2 separate regions of the Mus musculus genome follow, and region 2 is linked to region 1. Evidence: chromatin contacts called from public Micro-C data. All regions are on one chromosome and are shown on one strand. The core of a region is the stretch at or near the end of the contact, and the rest is flanking DNA. Distances in the headings are between cores, read along the strand shown.

What was found. A called contact is a pair of places that touch in the nucleus more often than the background predicts.
Region 2: a Micro-C map of granulosa cells shows a contact between it and region 1, with 2.2 times the contacts expected there. The contact joins two enhancer-like sites. A contact is called at or near these places in 1 of 39 promoter capture datasets (hippocampal neurons) and 6 of 484 Hi-C or Micro-C datasets (adipose-derived mesenchymal stem cells, cortical neurons, embryonic fibroblasts and 3 more).

What each region holds. Positions count from the first base shown.
Region 1 is chr5:17,637,694-17,645,603 of GRCm38.p6, forward strand. The region is part of intron 2 of Sema3c (sema domain, immunoglobulin domain (Ig), short basic domain, secreted, (semaphorin) 3C); the gene reads left to right. Among named protein-coding and RNA genes, the nearest start is that of Sema3c, 67 kb to the left of the region's middle. Within about 2 kb of position 4,893, at least 5 of the 459 cell types and tissues checked have an H3K27ac peak or open chromatin away from gene starts, as enhancers often do. A contact at or near this core is called in granulosa cells, where this site is marked.
Region 2 is chr5:17,756,449-17,764,358 of GRCm38.p6, forward strand. No RefSeq gene overlaps it. Among named protein-coding and RNA genes, the nearest start is that of Cd36, 75 kb to the right of the region's middle. Within about 2 kb of position 2,898, at least 1 of the 459 cell types and tissues checked has an H3K27ac peak or open chromatin away from gene starts, as enhancers often do. A contact at or near this core is called in granulosa cells, where this site is marked.

The sequences.
Region 1 (7,910 bases), core at 3,643-6,142:
CATCTTGTTTCACCTGTATCCTCACACCTGTTTATCTTCCTTTTCTTGAGTATCTCTCCTGGAAAGGTGGAATGATTTCTGCGGCAGTTAATAGCCCTACAATTATGAAAATGCATTTTGTTATTCATGAGGAAGAGGTTGTGATAGGATATTATACAGTTAACTCATTTAAAAAGGAATTACTAAGACTTTAAAATCAAGGAAAATATTTTTTCAGCCATGGTACTTTTTATATATCTTCCAGGCAAAAGCATCAAGTGTAATTAATTTCAGCAGTTATGAAAAACTAGGTTTATAACTTCTGGGGTGTGAAATTTCAAGTGGAAAAAAAAATCTCGTTATAAGTGGTATACAATGAAGGTCAAGTAAGTAATCTTGGATACTTTTTCCTAAAGAACAGTAAAAAAGAAAATAAAAGTGTAGATTCTTCCAGAGTGTAGAAGATTGGGCAATTATCTACTCATGGTAGAATTAGGTAGACACACTTGAAGGCTAAATTTAGAAGCTTAGCTGCAAAATGATGCTGCAGATAACATTCAAAAGATGGATTAAAAGGCAGTAGTATCTGCTGCATTAAGAAATGTGTCGCTGTGAAGCATGATGGGGAAAGGGTGTTGAAGTGGGTTTCTGAGTGAACTTATCAACTCCTGTGTAAAAGACTGCTTTTAGTTCCAAGGGAGAACTTCCAGACTTAGAAAATGACAGACCTCCTTGATGTACATTCTACAGCATAAGCGTCATCAACACGCCCACCCTACGTTGAAAACTGAATGCAAATATGGCATGTAAAATGACAATCTTCTATAGAGTACATGATGGCATAAATTATAAAAAGGGAAGAAACACTAAACAAGAATTTGAGGAAAGGATAAAGAAAATAAAGCTAACTTTGAGGGAAATTTACACTTCACTGAACTATGTCTCTTTCTAAATATATTTCAGAGAAATAAAAATCCTAATACTTTGAAGAATAAAAACATCATTAACTATAAAAACCGAGGGGATTCAGAATGTATTTTAGTCTAAAGGAGGAAATGAATGTTTCCACAGACATGCTAAAGGCATGAATTATTTGGCAGAATAGAACAGGGTGCCTGCCCCTGACATGACTGAGCTTGCTTTTATTCCTTGTCTAAGTAGTCCTGAAGGCAATAGGAGTATCATGTAAAATTAACTTTAAAATGAGTAGGCTTTCAGCATTGCTATAGAGTAAATAGGGGAGCAACTTAGGAAACTTCACTTTCTTAGTATGTAAAACATTTTATTCAAGGATACACACTTTTATCAATAGTAGCTCCTACTTAGAGCTACTGTATTAGGTATGCAAGTGTAGGTACAGGGAGCGCATCTTCAGAAAATGGATAGTACTTTGGCAAGATTACCAACTCCAAACAAAAGAAATTCTGGCTTGTATTTGGATGGCTGAATTTTAAGTTTTTCATTGCCTCAAAATTTTATTTTTACTGTGTGCTGCATAATTGAAACAAATACCCTAAGGCACTTACCCTTCACCAGAGACCATCTGAGAGCAGTCTATACTGCTTCCACCTTAAATTTCCTGCCTGGTAAATGAAAACTGCCACACAGCACTGAGGCTTTTGTGATAAACAGCTCTTTCTTTCTGTTCTCTTTTCCTTTCCTATCTCTCAAATAGGACAGAGAATTAAAGTCTTTACCAAGGTCAGTTTAAGTAATTGTCATTAAACACACATAATCAGTCTCTTAAAATACTTGAGACTTTCTAAAATAAATGCAGTAACATTTTAAGCTGTGCCCACAAGTATGGATAAGTGAATCTATTTTGCCTAATATAGACCCGATGAGACCCATTCAGAGTATAGGAATTCTAAAGGAGTGTGCTGCAGTGTTGAGAGCTCACAAAGGGTTTGCACAGCCTTTCTAGAACATTCGAATCATATGTTCTAGTGCTACAAAGACATCCTTTCCATTTCTCCCTCAGCAGTGTTTTGTGATTAGGTGACTTTGAAACTGTATCACTAGTTTGAGGATGACTCACACTCTGGCCAAAAGATGAAGATGACGTCAGGAGTTACAGTGCTCAGAGAGACACAGTATAAATGTACCCATTCTGCTGTAATCTGTTGACTTTAGCCTAAGAGACCTGAGAGATGCAGAAGATCAGTATCCTTAATTTATCAATAAGCAAGTTAGGCTCCAGAGACCAGAGTAACTACTAGTTCCACAAGTGTGCGTGCACCTTTACCACAGGGCCCACATTGTTGATTCTTCAATACTTTGTAAGACGATAATAAGGTAATTGTTATTTCATGCGGAGTCTTCCACAGCAATGTGAGGGACACATTTTGTCCATTAGTGTTATTGGTAACTTTTAGAGGAAAATTTGCCAGATGGGCCTTTGGAAACAGAGCTGAGGGTCTTAGGATAATATAAACATGAAATACTGTGTAGGAAAACAGTTTTGAAGCTCAAATAATTGATCACATCATGAACTTTTCAATGGCTGTTCTATGTAGAGTTTTATGAACAGCCCTGGGGGTGGGGGGAGGCTTGTCAGTGCAGGGGTTTGCACTGTGGACAGGGTTTCTGGAGCTGCCCTGTTTCCATCTCACGCATTGTCAAGGCTCTTGCTAGCCTCCTGAGGGAACGGGGGAAATGGCAGCTGTAAATTACCACAGATCTTTATGAGTTCTAATGGATCTTGGTTTCAAATATGCAGTACTGTTAGCACTATTCACAAATGTATATACTTCCATGCACATTCTGCTAGTTAGGTACTGGCATCAGTTCTGCCTCAAATCATGTATGTAAAAGGAATTTTCAATGAAGTCCAGAAATAATTGATGATTGTCAGATTATGCTGTGTTAGAGAATATTATCAGCACTGTTTCTATTTTTTTTATTAGATATTTTCTTTATTTACATTTCAAATGTTATCCCCTTTCCTAGTTTCCCCTCTGAAAATCCCCTATCCCTTCTCCTGCCCCCCAACCCACCCACTCCCATTCCTGGCCCTGGCATTCCCCTCTATTGGGGCATAAAACCTTCACAGGACCAAGGGACTCTCCTCCCATTGATGGCCGACTAGGCCATCCTCTGCTACATATACAGCTAGAGCCACAAGTTCCACCATGTGTTTTCTTTGATTGGTGCTTTAGTTCCAAGGAGCTCTGAAGGTACTGGTTAGTTCATATTGATGTTTCTTCTATGGGGCTTAAGTTCCCTTCAGCACCCTGGGTATTTCTCTGGCTCCTTCATTGGGGACCTTGTGTTCTGTCCAATGGATGACTGTGAGCATCCACTTCTGTATTTGCCAGGCACTGGCAGAGCCTCGCAGGAGACAGCTATATCAGTCAGCACTGTTTCTTTACATGAGATGTTGGATGGTTCTCCTTAAGAAGATAGCCCTGATTTCTGAATCTCATAAAGAAAACAACCTTGGGAGAGTGGAGGCTGACTTTGGGAGTGGCCTTGATCCTCGGGCTAGGGATGATAAGGTTAACAGATAGAGCTGAGAAGATTCTGTAAGTAACTCCTTGTGAAAAGAGCCATTTATATCCCTACAAAATTTTACATGCAATTTGCATATCTCTTTTGCATTGAAATATGAAAAATCAGAGTTACCACAGGGATAGTGACAGAAGCCAAGCTCCTTGGCTGAGGATAATCTCACCTTCCACAAAGAACCAGGGGACTCGCTTCCCCCAGACACCTGCACTTCGTAAGAACAAATTAGGAGGATTGTTGTGGTGGTTAGACAAGACACTGCTTGTCAAATATTAATAGAATATATAGGTATTTTGTATTGATATAATGCTGGCACAAATTTTGTAGTGTGAATGGTAGATTAAAAAGCCAATTGGACAAAATCAAGGAAACTGTTTCTATTTTATCATTTACTTTTATATTGATAATAAGAATTATTTTTGTAAAAATTTTGAGGAGTTAAACTCATTTGTATGATAGACTACACCATAATAAAGATAATAAAATTATTACACCAGTTTTTATTAAGTTCAATTAGTACTTAGACAACTCAGGATTAATAATCTAAAGCCTAAACAGTACAGCAATACTTTATTTAAAACTGAAACTCCCATTTTGATGTGAGGCGCCCCAGCTAGTGTGAAGACTGAGGTCCTTCACACTTACCTCCTTACTCAGTTAGCTCCACAGTCCCAGCAGACAGGCAGTATTATAATTATTCAGATAGGGATGCTTAAGCACCCGCAGTTTAAATAACTTGCCGAAATCAGCATTGCTAGCCAAATGCAGAGCCAAGATCCAAGGATAGATCTGTCTTCCAAAGCCAGACTTTGTTCCAGGAAAATGGATTCAATTAGCAACAAAATCCATTTATCTGTATGTTTTTTTTTTTTTTGAGTAAGTTGATTTTAAACTTGGATTGTCTAAAATGTAATTTTCTGCAAAGTTTTAAAAATACACCCTTTGTTATTTTTTATGTTAATTATTGCTGAAGTAACAAAGCCTGCAGTGTATTTTAATCTGGAGAAGTACAATGTGTTCATCTGTGATGAAAATAAGCCAGAGGCAAATACCTGACAGGAACCCTGTCTGCCTATTCTTCAGCATGTACAGCAAGATGGCTGTCTAGACTTAATTGCATTAAACCACCTAGATGGTTGAGGAAACAGTGCTTCACCTCATCACAGCTATTAAAACCAGCGTTTGATCAATAAAATAGATTTTGCTTTTAAGGCTCACAGATTAAAATGGCTATAAGTAAATGGAATAAAACATTTCCATACATTAAAGTATATCCTGATTCATCAATATTCAGATTAAATTTAATATTTCTGACACTTGCTGTATCCTCTTTTATATACACTTGTTCCCATAGCTTTTGAACGGGCTTTGTTCCCTTTTGTACGTTGAAAACGAAAGGGACAGCCATGCTTAATGTTTACAGCGTGACGGCAGAAGCATTTGGTAAAATAAACTTTGAGTTCTACTTTCTGACTCTCTCCTTGAAGCACATGAAAACAATGATAAACGTTATGTTTTCAGAGCAAAACCAAAGAAGTGTAACACTGAAATTTTTGTGTGTGTGTGTGTGGGGGCGGATGGGGGGCACTGAGTGATACATTCTCAGATATCATCCTGAAAAGGAGAAAAATCAAATGTTTTCCCAGTGTAGTATGAAGGTAAGGAAATATATATGATTTAAATCCACACGGAACAAAGGTGGTTCCATTGTTATTCTGTGGATCCTTTGTTATTCTCTTGAAAATAGTGAAAAGGCAGTGAAGCACACTACCAATAGCTGAGCAGTAGACCCTGCTGTACTGACTGATTTTATGTTTTAGACTGTGTCTCAAGAGATAAAGAGAAGACAGCATGGAAAACAGAACAGGGCTCTGCGTTGAAGACTGACCAATGTGTTTAAAACAAAGTGAACTTGTTCTCTGTAGCTCTCCAAATTTGTGTCTTGTTTTAAAGCCAAGTGCAATAACTTGGCTAAACAATGAGTCACATTGAACAAAATAATATTTAGATAAAATGGCTGTCACTTTAGGGCAAATATCTCCATATCTCTTTGTTCATAATATCTGACACTTTAAATTTGAGGTGGTGCAATATGTAGTTTATTACATGTTTTCCTGTTCTCAAGTTAAAAATGGGCTTTAAAAGGCATCAAATGAAAGGGTAGTTCAAGACCTTGCAGTGATTGGGGGAGCCAGGTTGTTCAGTCCTGAGTAAAGCCGGGTGGTCTTATTTTGAAGGAATTAGAGATAGAGAAGTTTTGGCAGTGTGCAGCTCCTTTCCAGTTAGTAATTTGTGTTTCCCTCTTCACGTACTTCACTCATTTGTTAGTACCATACAAGCGAAGCCTGCTTGAGGTTGTATATGCACCACAGTGTTTTGTTCAGAAATCTCACACACCCTGAGCATTAACCAGGGGTAATTACATGTATATGAACTTACAAAACACTGAGAGACCTATCAGTACTGCCCATTTCCAGGTGAATAAATCTTTAAGAAAATTATTTATAGGTCAATATTTCCCAGATCCTTCCTATGTGTATTTTATCTCTGGAAACATGCAATAATTCTGGCATACACACAGTCTCTTCTTTACGCTCTTAATATTTCATTGAAAAAAAATCTCATACAATGTGGTCACTAGCTAAGACTGCCATTCCAAAACTTCATCCATGATTATCTTGCACCTTCTCAAGCTATTTGATGCTATTTCTAGTGATGTGGGAACAACCTAGCAACTCAAGTTTGGCCATTATTTAAGATTTGCATCTTTAAAGGCTGTTTGTGAGAGTCAAGGAACTTGTAGCATTCCCTTTGCACAGTGATGGGGAGATGCTTCCTCTCAGAGCATCCAATCCAAATTGCCTCTATTAATCCCAATTATGCCAAACCACACTTTGACCCTTCCTCAGCTGGTCTAGTTTTCTATGCAAGCTCTGTGTGTTCTGTGGGTAATGCCTTTCACTTCATTGACTTTGTCTTCAGGTCACTGTTTGCTAGACACTTCTTGAGCCCTGATGAAAGGCAGCTATCCTTGGCTTTAACCATTTTTTTCTCCTTTACTTCATTTTATGCATTTAATACACTGAGCTTTATCATAGAGAATGGCTCAGCTAGTATTTGTTGAATAAAAAACAGTCAAGTATTTCCTTCTGTCTAATTAGGAAGTCTTAGTCATTTTTCTCTAGTACTACAGGGTCATCTTGTTCAGTGTGTGTGTGTGCACACATGTGTGTGTATCTACCCCCAGGTGACCTTCTTTGAGGGTACCAAGATTTTCTCTCTTTTTTTGTTTGCGGGTTTTGTTTGTTTGTTTGTTTTGTACTAATCCAAATGGATATGCTTCAAATAATAATTTATAAAGTAGATACAAATTCATTATGTATAAATGTGGGTTTTTTGTGTAGAGAGACCCATGGCTAGAAGTACTGAATGAAGTACTGAAGTACTGAAGATGTTCATAAAAGTCAACTGTGAAGACCTCACCCAACATGTGAGACCTCTTCCTTTCATGTCTATGAATTCTACTCTCTAGAAGTTCCACTCCAAAATTACCACATGTCCTATAAGGTCCAACATAATGGAAAACAAACAAATATGGGAAATGTGGAATAGACAAGTGATAAACGTCACTGTTATTAATATCATTGCAGATGCTGTTACAGTGGAAGGTGGTAGGAAATAGATTCATGTTTCTTTTCTAGGGATTTGCTCACCAGAAAACCCAGGTCCAGTCCTCAGCCCTGCCCAGTGCACACACACTGCGTGAAGTATTTTTTAATTTTTTGTCATTAAGTTTGTTCAACCACTCAAAGTCTGTGAATATTCATGTTTTACATTATTCCTTTCCTGATCTTATTTGAAATTGTTAATTAATTCCTTTAAAAACAACAACATGAAAAAATAGTCTACAAACTTTTAAACTGTATATAATCAAATATAATAAGAAAGTAGTATATTTAATGGATGTCTGATCACTAAAGCAGTTTCTTTTTTATTAGATATTTATTTATTTATATTTCAAATGCTATCCCCTTTTCCCTCAGCACACCCCTATGCCATTCCATCTCCCCTCCCACTACTTCTACGAGAGTGTTCCTCCACCCACACTAAAGAAGTTTCTAATAATCTCTTTGTCTTTGTAATCACGCTTCTTCTGCTACACTGGGTACCTTGGGACCACTGTTGCTGAACATCTTGCTCCAGCGTATCTTTACCAGAGGAGTCCAGAGCAGTCAGGGGAAAGTGCGTACTGTTTCACAAGTTTGTTTCCGTATTCACATCTCAAATGGGAATGCTGAAAGAGGTGTCTTCTGAGCAAGGAGCAGCATGAGTGTGCATTCTCTGTACATTTATGCTATCCCCCCACAGCTTAGGAATAGCTTCAGATTTGAGTCTCTTTCCAGAAATTACTTCCTTCCGTTTCG
Region 2 (7,910 bases), core at 1,648-4,147, 120 kb after region 1:
ACCATTCCCCCCTCCCCCTCCAACACCCCACCTGGAAACCCCCTCACTCCTGTCCTGATCCTCCGTCTATCTGCCCTCTACAACCACTCCATTCCCTCTTCCAAGTGAGGCTCACACATATTAGCTTGTGCCCTTCCCGTCCAGCCTCCTTGGGGTTGTGTGTAGCATGGACATACTGTACATTATGGCTAATATCCACTTATAAGTGAATGCATGCCTTGGATGCCCTTTTAGGACTGGGTTACCAATGTTATCCAGATGATATTCTAAGAAACACCAATTTACCTGCTAAATTCATGATGTCTTTGTTTTTTTATAGCTGAATGGTATTCCATTGTGTAGATGTGCCACACTTTCTTTATCCATTCTTCAGTTGAGGAACACATCTGGGTTGTTTCTAGTCTAGATATCACAAATAAAGCAATTGAACACATGTGCGATGGTAGAGCATCTTTTGGGATTCCGTTGAGTCTGTAGAGTGCTTGAAGTAAGATGGTCATTTTCTCTATATTAATCTTACTTATCCAGAACCATGTGAGATCTTTACATCTTCTGTTATCTTTTTCAATTTCTTTCTTCAGGCATTTGAAGTTCTGTCATGCAGATCTTTCGCTTACTGGATTAGTTATACCAAGATATTTTATATTATTTGTGGCTATTGTAAAGGGTATTTTATTAATTTCTTTCTCAGCCAGTTTAACATTTGTATAGAGGAAGGGTACTGATTTCTTTGAGTTAATTTTTTATCCAGCCACTTCACTTTGCTGAAATGATTTATGAGTTATAAGAGTTTTCTGGTAGAACTTTTGGGGTTGTCTAGGTATAGTATCATATTATCTGCAAATAGCAATACTTTGACATTTCCTTTCCAATTTGTATACCCTTGATCTCCTTCAGTGGTCTTGTTACTCTGGCTAGAACTTCAAATACTATGTTGAATAAATAGAGTAAGAGTGGGCAGCCCGTCTTGTCCCTGATTTTAGTAGAATCACTTTAAGTATTGCTCTGGATAGAAATTCAAGTTCTGTATTGAATAAATAGAGTGAGAGTGGGAAGCCTGTCTTGCTCCTGATTTTAGAAGAATTACTTTAATTTCCTTCCATTTACACTACCAACTTGCTGTATATTGCTTTGATTAACTTTAAGTATGTGCCTTGTAGTCCTGATTTCTCTAATACTTTCAACATGAAGGGATATTGGATTTGTCAAAGACTTTTCAGCATCTAATGAGAGGATAACATTTTTTCCTTTCAATTTGGTTATATGGTGGATTACATTGATGGATTTTTATATATTGAACAATCCCCACATCCCTGGGATGAATCCTACTTGATCATGATGTATGATGTTTTTGATGTGTTCCTGGATTCAGTTTGCTAGTATTTTATTGGATATTTTTATATAAATGTTCATAAGAGAAATCAATCTGAAGCAGAGATGTATTTTAGATTGATCTATTAATTAGCTTGACTTAATATATAATAAATAACTATATATATATATCACTGTAACCCATAAATGTATAGAAATATTTTAAATCCTTTTAAATAATCTATGTATAAAATAAATTAAATAGCATATGGATGTTTGGAAAACAAAAAGAGAAAGATAGATAATTTTTATGTTGATTTCTGTACCATTGAGCTTTATTGAATACATTGATTGCAAAGTTTTTGTGAGGCCTTTAGGCCATCTGACATGTGCTATTTCATAGGATGTTAAGTGGAATACTTTTGTTTTTTCTGATTTGGCTGTCTTTTTTCTTACCTGATCTATACTTTTACCAGAACTTACTAGAACTATGTTGACAAAGCAGTCAGAGTGAACATTTTTGCCCTTACTAGACCTTAGAAGAATATTTTCACACTTTTCACCATTTAATTAAAATGTTAACTATGGTATTTTCAAAACTCGCTTCTATGGGTTTGAATAAATTTTTCTCTGAGTCTTTACTAAAAACCATGGTAAATTTTGTCAAATACATCATATAATTTATCAATCAATCTATTAGTATAAGGTATCACATTGACTGACTTGCTTTTGTATCCAAGGACAAACCATTTTTTTTTCATGTTATATGATCTTTTGGATGTATTGTTAGATTTTGCTCATAGCATTTTACTGGGAACATTTGCTCTCATAGTCATCATAGGTATTGGTCTGTCGTTTTCTTCTGGTGTTTCTATCTGGCTTTTGTATCAGTGTAACTCTAGCTTCACAAAGAGGAGTTTGGAAATCTTCCTTCCATTCTATTTTACTATGAACTACGTGTGAGGTAGAATATGTGGTTTTATATACTACGTCCCAGTCTAAGTTCTTTTGAAATGCTAACTCTCTACATCTTAACACCGTGGATCAGATTCCACGAGAATCACTATGTTAGACACGAACAAACTGAAGGCAGGAAAATTAATCTGTTTCTCCCAGTGTCACAAATATAGTAAGAAACGGATCAAAGATTTACAGGCAGACATTTTGGATCAAGATTGTCCTGATGCTTGCAAAAAAAGATATAAAGTCTATGTCAATTCTAGTAACATAGACAAGCTAGAAGAAGTTTATATGGTGTAAGAAACATTCATACTAGCCTAGTTAAATATTGAATTACACGGGCTGTCTACCAAGGAGTTGAAACTCAACTGTGGAAGAAAGAGATTCTGTAACAACCTCCAGCTCAACTTATTTTCTCTTTTCTTGGAGCATCAGAATTTTGTTATCTACTAACAGAGTAATTGCTTTGAACAAAGCTTATTGTTTGTAGTTTTTTTGGTTGTGGGTTTTTTTTTTTTCATTATTTGGTTGAAATAACCTTGGCAGGCAAGCATTAGAGTCAAAATAATCCCATCAAAAGCAGATTGGCTTCACAGGTTTACTTTGGTGGTATCTTATGCTAAGTTATTATAGTGACATAGCTGTGTCTTCACAAAGTCTAGCAGAGGAAAAGACATGGGTAAAAGACACTACAGAGGCCATTCTCATGGCAGTAGTTTTACCTATTGGTGTCAGCATGATAGAAAAGAGCTCAGTAAACTTCCTGGAATACAAGCTTCAATACTCGTTAAAAGAAACAAAAATATTCTCTCCTGATAGAGGCTTTCAGAGTAGTGAAATGCAACAGTAAACAGGGCAAGTTAAAGTCATATTTTGATATGGCTCCTAAAGATTCTAGAAGACATTCTTCAAACCCACATTCCTCCTATCTGGATCCCAAAGTGAGGCTCTTGCCAGTGTCTGTCGTCAGGCACTTACATTCCTGTAACAGAAGAAAATTTCAGTCTTTGCGTTTGAATGAGGTGAAAAGCAGAAAATCAAAGAAATTAGAATTTTAACAAAACAGGACAAGTGTCTGAGAGACCAGATCTTATGTGGGGACTCACTGGATCATGAATGTTGAGTTGAAATGTATGGACTTTTGAAAACTTGCCAAGAGATGCTGTCATAATGTGGCACTTAGGCAAAATTGAAAGCATAGAAGTAAGTACAGAAACTCATAAAGTCCAAAATATCTGCTTTTTAATTTTCAGTAGAAGCACTTATTATGTTACAGTATTTATATATTTGTTTGTGTGTGTGTGTGTGTGTGTGTGTGTGTGTGTGTGACATGTGGAGATCAGAGGACAACTTGCAGGATTCGGTTGTCTTCTTCCATCATACAGGTCCCATTTATTAAAACTCATTTGGGCAGGCCTGAAAAATTTGACTGGTCTATATGATGAAATTTATCCAGACTCTGAAAATAATGATGTATTTTCTCTTCTACATTTGGCACTTAATCATTCTTTGTCTACCAACTCTGCTCGCCCCTGTCACAGCCCCTTTAAAGGTCTACCTTAGAATGGATGCAGCTAACCACCAGGCCTGCTTTCTAAGGCTCCGTTTTCTCTTGGCTCTGTGAATGCTGTGCTCTAGCATTCCTTCCAGTCTCTGTCAGAAGTGCTTCTTCTTCCAGCCCATCATTAAAGTCAGTGTGCCTCGGATTTCTGTTTAGACTACTTTATATTTTTACTGATTCTCATGTCTTGAGTAATCTCATGCAAGTCCTTGGTTTTAGTTACCTCTACCCAATTAGTCATGTGATCATACTCATTTCCTGCCAGTTCCCATCTCTATAGTCCCTTACCATTACAAGATCTACATACACCTCAAAAATAGCAACATTTCAAAAGAAAGGCATAATGAATCTACATGATTCATTTCCAATCATTTTTACTTATACAATGGCTATGCAATGTTTAGCATATAAGTCTATCCACCCATTTATACAAGAGTCTACTTTTAAAAGTTCTATATAAATCCTAATTTAATTCCCTTGGTATTTCTTGGACAGAATTTATGTCAATTTCAAACTTCACTGTCATAGTTCAGCTTGCCAGTATCTTACATCAAACTTATTAAACAATCATCCATTTAATCCTCTAAGTGGACTATTTCTGTAATATTATTGACAGTGTCAATCTCCCTTGGAAAATCATGCATTGCCCTCAGTGAGTCCAATTGCCATTAGCTAGCTTCTTTGGGTCTTTCGCTATTCACAGTTTTCCTCTTACCAGCCCTCTCTAGTCAGTCTCTAATTCCCCTTAAAATTTTACCAAATGAGGTAGGTTTGGCTCTTTTATTTCTCTCTGTCCTGTGAATCTTCATATGATTTTAACTCTGTCCAGAATTGACCCTTATTCGATTTAATTCATAATCATGTTTCTCATACTTTGTTGTTGTCCCTTGGTGCCATAGGCTTCAATCCTACCTGTAGTGCAGGAGATAACAATATAGTGGCAGGTCCTCTTCTCTTATTTTCATGCCCATGAAATAAGGTTTACTTGGACTCATCTTCTAAACAATAGGCTTAAGTGGAGGACTTATTCACTCTTAACAACAAAAAAGGAAAAGCACAGGGTAGAGAGTTGTAGAAAAGTGCTAAACTAATTATCTCCTGGCTCATCTGCCCTGTATTTTTCTACTTCTGCAGTTATATTAATGTCCTTTTATTAGAACAAAAAGCCCTACATTTTGACCAAACAAAATTACTAAGTTGAGCCTTGGGGTAAAAATGAAAACAAAAAATAATTCTTACTATAATTTACTCTATGGCTCAAGGCAAATTTAATATAGTGTTATTTCTATAGACCACTGGAAAAAAGTAAAAGTCTGCATTTTGAAAACACTAAGGAGCAATAGTATACATATACATATACATGTGTGTGTGAAATACATATAAATATATATGAAATATATATATATATATATATATATATATATATATATATATGTGTGTGTGTGTGTGTGTGTGTGTGTGTGTGTGTGTGTATGATGGAAACCAATAGATACATGTTAGCAGTTAATCTCTCTAATTTTAACAATCTTATATTTTTGTTTCAGTCAGTGAATACTTATGTGTATATAATTCTTGCATTAAGACATAAAAATAGAGTCTTTGCTTTTTTGGGTAGGCATACTTAATACTAACTCATAAATAATAAATGCCCAGTTTGTTAAAGTATTTATTAATGAATCATTATTTAAGGTATGCAACACATACCTTAAATATGTCAAATAATGCATGCTGATAAAATGGTCACTATAGAGAAACAAGCCACACCATAGCTACCACTTTGTTAGTGACAGGAGAAGCTAAAATCTCAACTAAAATTCTTGATAGAGCATTCACTGTAGTTCTTAGATTGCATGTTAAATCTAGATTTATCCATCCTTTGTTCTGATATTTGCATTCTGTCTCCCCAATTCCTTCTATTTCCACCCAAGACTACTACTAGTGAAAATGTTTTTGAGCCATTTACATGGATCATTTCCGATTTTTATAGCCTTTTTTAGGGTAATGGGCAAGCGATCTATTGCCTCTCCAGAATGTCTTTGGTAATTTTGTCTTACCTCACTGACTAGTAAAATACTTTCTAGAAAGTATTATTATATGCCTCTTATTTCCTCCATAGCAAATAAGATGAATCTAGACACAGCAGATATTCAATAAATATGCTTTGATTAATTGAGTGCATATGGACTCTCTTCTGTTTAGTGTTTACAGTATTAATTACCATCTGTGGCTCTTCTGAATTCTTCTATAATTAAATACAAACCAAGCATGTAATTTCAGACCCTCCTCTGTATGTCTGTGAAGCCTTCAGATAAATGGAGACTCATATATCAGATTTGTCGATACACGTTCAAATGTCTCTTTGTGCTCTATTCTTTCCTACCACTGTCTTGCTGACTTATATATGTTTCAGGATATATTTAAAAAGAATCCACGCTCTTGCCAGCAGAGTGGGCTGATAGGCCAGGCACTGGCAGGCAATGGCTGTCTTGTTCTCATCTTGTGGAGCCTCTCTGACTCAGTATTCTGAAATCTCTCCACCCAGCTTGCTAAGTTTCCTCTGGCAGGTCGTTACCACACCAGCCCCATACTTCAAAATTCCCGTGGCCTTTTGTAGTGCACTTCTGGCAAACCCACACTTTGCCGCTGTACCTTTCTCTCTGGAGCCCGCTTGAACTGCCGCATGAAGGAAAACACCACACAAACTTAGTTCAGAATCAATGGTAACTCAATCGCTGGGCACATCAACTAGAATCCTAATCTTGTAAGCCATATAAATCTAAATCCTCTGATGGATTTGCCATATAAACCAGGAGCTACATCTTGTCCTCTTCCTATCCCAGTCCTAAATCCCCATATCTCTCTCCTGCGGACTCTCTTCCTCCCTCAAACCCGGAAGTCCCACCTACTTGCCCAGTGATTGGTTCCTTCATTCATTAGGGGATAATTCATTAGGGTTCAAAAGAAGTCACCTGAGTACATGACTCATTCCTCATTCCAGATAACCCCTACTGGGAAAGCAGAATTAACATCAAAATACAAGCAGCACCAGGGCCATTCACAACGTATATACTATTATATATGTTACTAATAATATAATGTTATATGATATAATTATATATTATATACTAGGGGTGATAAATATAAGTGGTAAACAAATGCTCTTTTATTTACTGCAATATATAGTCCTACAAAAAAAAAATTCTTGTGCCTTTAACCTACAACTCTGCCCTTCCGGAATACTATGAGGTTTTAAATGTTTCAACTTTCAAAGGTTTTTAAAACAGAACTACTAGGGTGTTATGTTTCAGAGGTCATGCTCTAGAGAAAGCATAAAATAGTACTTTTTTGTGGTACATGCATTAAATAAAATGAAAGCTTGGGAATAATGATATAGAAGAAATACCTGTCCTACATCTGGCTGAAAGAAATGAAGAAGGGCAGAAACAACAGAAATATGGAAAATGAAAAGGAGTCAACTGGTTTGGTTTCCTACTAGCTCTCAAATTATTTACAGTTTAATTCATAAAACCAAACAACCATGGCCATTCATTACACCTCTCCTTTCGTAGCTGTTTACAGGCAGGTCAGCTATCCCCACCGTGATCGCAACTTTTATGTTAAAACCTTAAATCCCAATGTGATGGATGGTACATAGAAATGGGGCCTTGGTGAGGGAATCAAGATAAGATAAAAGCATAAGGGTTAGAAGCTGGGTTGATGGGCATAGCTCCATTTATAGAAAGAATACCAAGCATTTTCTGTTTATGAGCTGTCATGTACTGTCACTATGAGAAGATTACTATAATTCAGGAAGACAGCCTACAGCAGAACGTGGCTATTACTACACCTTTATCTCAGACCTCCAGCCTTCAGGTTGGAAATGCAGTTTTGCAAGAATGGCCCTCTAAGATATTTAATAGTGTTACCCAGTAGTACAAACTATTTCAAATCTCTGTGACAGCAGGATGATGACTGAGACTGGAACCATCCAAAAAGCCCCCCTTCACCTTCATATTGAGGAAGATGGAGGACTCATCTCTTAGTTGGGAATGGAGGTATTATGAAACTGTAGTCATTT